Linked DNA regions of Zea mays: region 1 is linked to region 2. Evidence: chromatin contacts called from public Hi-C data. All regions are on one chromosome and are shown on one strand. Each heading gives the region's core, a stretch centred on a gene start, on an enhancer-like site or on the middle of the called end of the contact. The rest is flanking DNA. Distances are from core to core; before and after follow the strand shown.

Region 1 (2,835 bases), core at 304-2,803, 250 kb before region 2:
CGTTACAGCTGCAGGGGTGCAAGGACTCCAGGAGGGAAGGCAACCAACAAGCTATTAAGGCTGAACACCCAGGATTCCAGGAGGGAAGGCAACCAGCAAGCTATTAAAGCTGAACGTATATCAACCATAGCGCTCTCGGTAAACTCGATCCATATAATTCTTCCTCTTAAACAACTAGTAGAACCCAAAGAGGCATGTAGAACTTACACTGGGTCGACGTTTGATTGGAAATTAGAAACTTACACTGTGTTTGGTTTGTTCAATGAAGTGGTCCATCATCACTCCACTCTCTAATTTTTTGTCTGGTTTGTGAAATGGTTTTGGAAATAGAATAAGTTGATCCATCACTACCTCATTCTTTATAATATAATAATTAGTACTAGTATGAAAAATGTAGTAAATAGTAATTCCCCTAAATTTGAGGAACGGACTCATCCTCAAACCAAACAATCAAGCATCCCAAATGTTAGACATCAACCTAAGTATCTCAGCAACCTGAAAATTACTAATACCTGTAAAGCAAGATAAGTAGCCATACATAGACAGTTCCCTATCAAGCACAGCACTCCAATGTGCCAGTTTTCCAGCCCAAAGGCCATGAACAAAGATATTAGAGGTCCGGCAGGCTCAGGCTGTGTCATGTCAGCTATAACACCATGACTATAAACATCAAGCTCAAGCTCGCTGCTACCAAACACAGCTGGGCCTCTATAGAGCACCATGAGAACGGCTCCCAGCACACAAACGACTGTGCCACCTATCTTGGCTCTGCCCTCGTTTGAGATCAAGCTCACCGTTTCGGTCCTGAAACACACGGGGTGTTTTAAGTTCAAAAACAAGTATGAGTGTGAATTTGTGTAGAGTGTCGCGATTGAGAGACTGACCCCATGATAAGGGCTAGGATGAAGGTGAAGGCAGGAATAGACGGCTGAATGGCGGCCGCGTAGGTGGGGTTAGTGTAGCTGAGGCCAAGCAAGAACAGCAGCTGGTTCCCAAAGACGCTGCAAACCAAACAAAGAAAGCCTCAGAGCACGGAATTCCGCAGGCAAAACAGTAAAGCACTTCGTTGCGGAAGAATCCCCTTTATTGTAGCTGACTTGAGTGAGCTGATGGCTTTACCCAGTGAGCCCGAGAAGGAAGAATGAGCCGACGAGGCGCCGGGTGAGAGGCGGCGGACGCGCCTGCACGGACGAGATGCGGTGCTGGAAGAAGGCGAGCGGCGCGAGGACGGAGAGGGCGAGGAGGTCCCGGAAGACGCAGAAGACGACGCGGTTGACCCCAACATTGAGCGCCTGCTTAGCGATGACGTGGTACCCGGCGTAGACGAGCTGCACGCCAACCATCGTCAAGTGCGCCCGCCTCCCTTCACCGTCCCGTTCCCGCGCCGCCATCCCCCGCCGATCTCGATCTGTCTCCGCCTCCGGTGGGCGGTCGCCGTCCCTTGCCCTTTGCCGAACCGCCGCCCACTTCAATTCTCGTGGGCTAAGCTTGCGTTGGTCTACTCCTCGTCGTCCAATGGGCTGGTCTATATGAAAGAGGCCGCTATTTTCCTTCCAAATTTTCTAGCCCACGCTTCGGCTAATCGCGTCAGGTCCATTGGGCTCGTCTGTGCTGTGCCCACGTCTCGGCTAAGCACTTAGAGCATCCAACGGTATCTCAAATTAGCAATCTATTTTAAAGTGTCATATCTTTGTTTTCTACATCAAATACAGTTTACTGTCTAAAATAGATGATTTAAGATTTAACAGTTAAAGCATCTCCAACAATAAGTTGAACTGGAGTCATAAAAAGTGAAACATGACCGTGTTTTTATAGTATTTAGGGCCTCAAAAGAAATATATCTCTACTCCAATTGTTTGACTTTAAATAATGTTAGTTAGGAAATAAATCATGTTATTAGGAAATAAATGGTTGGATATTAAGAGAAAACAAGGATACCGTTTGATGAATTTTTATAAAATAAGCTCGTTGTTGGAAGGGTGTTTTATGATTCTAAGCCATATATTTTAAAATAGAGTCACGTTTAGAGCCTCTCTTGTAGATGCTCTTAGAGTCCAGAATGTTTTAGTGCCCTAAACATGTTAAATGATATAATATTTTTATTTTTTGGCACTATTTTGAGGCACCTTATGTAAGAGCATCTCCAACAACGTGACCTATAAAAATGCCTTATAATTTAAAAATAAGTAAATTTTATAGAATTTAGGGCACCAACAAAACACCCCACTCCAACAGTAAAGCCCCAAATCTAGATTATAGGGCAGCCCACTACGGTGTAGTATATTTGAGGCACTTGAGAGAGTGCCCTATAGTTTTTTTATAAAATTTGTTGAATTAAGGCACTGTTGGAGTGTTTTTTCCTGTATAGAGCCCTATATTTCGATTTGAGGCATTAGTTTGAGGCATTGTTGGAGATGCTCTAAGATGCTCTTACCTACAGTCACTTAATTTGCAAAAGTTATGGTATACTGAAGATATCAAACTTGAATTCAGATTGCAATATAAATGGAAGGCATATAAAGAATTAAAGACTATTTCTTGTCACAACAGTGGATTATAATTTGCTCAGCCTATGACTAAAAAAATCTTTGGTTGTTCTCTTATGCGCAGACAAAATCCAGTTCTTAACTGGCCCTGCGTCATGTCCTTTCTGGGACAGGGGGAAGATGCAAGGAACAATGGTTGTATGAGTAGGGAGGTTTGGTTCTAATATATCCTTAGCGTGAGGTTTTGGTGTAGCCGAGGCCAAGCAAAAACAGCAGCTAGCTGGCATAGACGCTGCAGACCAAGCACGTATACATCAGACAAAGCAAATTTGTAAGCCACGAGTCCACG
Region 2 (2,811 bases), core at 32-2,531:
CCCCTCGCCCTCGCCGCCACAGTGGTAACCCGGTAAAGAAGAAGCTTTGCTCTCTCCCTGGATGAATCGCTTGCTGTTGCTCTCTCTCCCCGGCTAAGTCGATTTAGCTTCTCTTCTCGCTCGCAGATCCATGCCGGGCGGCGGCCGCTGACTTGCTGCTGTTGGCTTCAACGGCCGCAGGCAAAGGTACTTCTGTTCTGCCTTCTATTCTATCTCCCTCTACCCCCGCCGACATTTTGCCAAGCGCTTGCTATTATGTTATCTCAGGAATGGCGCGGGCGCCGGCGCCGGCCGTGCCGTTCCAGTTCCCTCTTCTCATCTTTCTTCACTCGCGCCGGCCTCCCACACAAGTGTCGTCCCGTAGGCGGTAGCGCCACCCACCAAAACCCAAGCACTTGCCACCTGACCTAGTCGGAGCCGGCGCCGTAATCAAAGGCGGGAAAGAAAGGTTGAGAGAAAGAGCGGTCAATTGAAGGCTGGTTACTCTGGCCGTGAACCATCAGCGCGCTGCTGTACGTGCTACGCGAGTGCTTTGTCTGAAAAGAACAGTCAAATTCCGGCCTTTTTACCGCTGCAGCCTGCAGGTGTGCTCTGGTTTTTACTACCCGCCTCCTCGCCTTTTCAGGTCGTCATCGCTTTCCGGCAGCCCGTTTCATTGGGAAAGCGACGACGAGGCGAGGCGAGGCGACGGCCGCGCCCTGCCCCAGCCGTGCCGCACTAACCGAGTAACCGACCGACGCTTGCCGTTGCAGCCCCACCACGCGCAAAAAAAAAAAAAAAACCGCACGTCCTTCCCCTCCACAGTCCACGGCTCCACGCCTGCCCAATTTTTGTCCAGCCCATTGGGCAGTTCCTTTCCTCCACCAGTCCCCCCAGTTCAAATTTCAAACGCCTCCGCACGGTCGCCGCCGCGCTGCGTCGTCGTCTCCTCGACCGCGGATCCCCTGATGCTCCTGGTGCTGTAAGGCGCGGTACGTCAGGACGGCTGCTACCAGTGGAGGCCGTTCACGGTCGGCTTATCAGGACACTATCATTAGCCGCATCTAATTGCAAGATTACCTCCTTCTCGTCCGGCTACAGTGTACCTCCTTTCTTTGATGGCCTAATCATTAGGCTATCTCCAGCCTCCCCCTATCACGAAAAGGCGCGTTGCGAGACCCCTGGTGTTTCGTGTGCGTTGGGAGCTCGGAGCTAGCTCCGTGTCCGGCCGGGGTGTGTGGTGGCGCGTCGCGGCAGTAAATAAATTAAAGCTGGGCTTCTTTTCTGCGGGCGGTCGCCATGCACGCTGCCCCGTGATTATTGCGCTTGGGAGTACCGGTAGACAGTGAGCGGTAGGGGAGAGGACTCCACAGTGTTGTGCCATCTATCTTTGCGAGATCGCAGCGCATTTATTTTTTTGCAGCAGTTTGCGGTCTGACGACCGGCCCCCGCCTCCTCATTCATCAAATCCTGATGCTATACGGTGGGGTTTCGCCTCTTCATTCATGTCTTTCAGTTACTGCTGGTAGCGCTAGCGCGGCGCGGCGGCGGCGGCGTAGGAGGAGGGGTCGGCGGCGGAGATGAGGATGAAGACGCTGGCGTGCTGCCGGCGGCGGCCTCAAGACTTCAGCATCGATATGGACCAAGAGCCCGACAGTAAGCAAAAACTCCCTCCCTGCCCACAAGATCCTCCCTCACCCCTGGTTCTCCCTTTCTTCCTGCATCAGCGCAGCGCAGGCTTATGGTGTGCGCTAGTTATCAGTCGTTGGGCTGTTCAGCCTGCCCCGTACCTCGGATCTCTTTTATAAACTTAGATTTTTAATCTAGATTCTAGGGTCTACCAAACTTTATTCACTAGTTTTTTTAAAAACAAAAATATCCAGTAGCTGTTCGCCTGCCCAAAATCGCACACAGGAAGATGAGAAGCAAGTTTGTTCATATAAAAAAAAGGATACACATTACTACAGCCTAGAGGCTAGAGAGGCACGGCACCGTGGGCGCGAGGTTACGGCCGAAGTGACCATTCACCAGAGCCCTACAGTGCCACCAGAGCCCTACAGTGCCCTCTCCCCTTGATCAGCGACTGCAGCGCCGCGCCGTGCAGGCCGTGCTGTGGGCACTGGGAACGTGCGAGTAATGGGGGTCACGGGAAGATCCCAGGGCACTCAAAGGAGCAAGCAGCCACGCCCACGCGGCCTCGTGCCACCTGATGCGACCGGCGGCCGGCCCGGCCGCACCACATGTTCGCATTCATAGCTGATGGTAGCCTGCTCCTTCCATCGCAACAGCCGGTAGACCGTAGACTCCATGAACCCTTTTTTTTCTCTTTGTAACTCTGACGGGCATTTGTTTGCCTTTTCTTGCTGGCTCTCCATGGATCTCACAATCGAACCAGAGTCCCTCTTGCTACTTCCGATTATCTTTAGATTAGAGTTCGTCAGCACTAAGTAGCAGGTTTGTAAATATACTTGTACAGATCAAAAGCGGTCCCCCGGCTGTTTTCTGCAATGTCAGGTGCGGGCGGTGCCGCATCCATGGCCCTCATTGACTTTGTGCGCAAAAGACTAGCCGGTAGCGTAGTGGAGCGCTGCTTTTTAGACACTGCGCAGGGGAAAGGCACCCCGTCGTTTTGGACTTATTACGTTGTTGCAAGAATCTTGCGACTGAACAATTCTCAATGGCATGCCATGTGTGGGCTACTGGGCTAGCCGGCTAGTTGACAAATTGCAGAATAAAACCCTACAGTACTGTGATTTCAAAATAAAGTAGCTCTGGTCTCTGTGTTGTTACGATTGGAGTAGATATCTGCTAAGTCCTTCCATTTTAGTTTCT

What was found. Hi-C and Micro-C count contacts between places; a contact is called where the count stands out from the background.
Region 1: a contact with region 2 is called in a Hi-C map of leaf, with 4 times the contacts expected there. The contact joins the promoter of LOC103627609 here to the promoter of LOC100191505 in region 2. A contact is called at or near these places in 7 of 25 Hi-C or Micro-C datasets (bundle sheath, ear, endosperm and 2 more).

The regions. Positions count from the first base shown.
Region 1 is chr5:208,801,843-208,804,677 of Zm-B73-REFERENCE-NAM-5.0, reverse strand. It overlaps LOC103627609 (WAT1-related protein At5g45370), which reads right to left and starts at 1,553. Exons shown (of 6, transcript XM_008647903.4): 1 at 1,120-1,553; 2 at 885-1,001; 3 at 513-804. The coding sequence starts at 1,391.
Region 2 is chr5:208,550,321-208,553,131 of Zm-B73-REFERENCE-NAM-5.0, reverse strand. It overlaps LOC100191505, which reads left to right and starts at 1,281. Exons shown (of 8, transcript NM_001136937.1): 1 at 1,281-1,331; 2 at 1,496-1,635. The coding sequence starts at 1,560.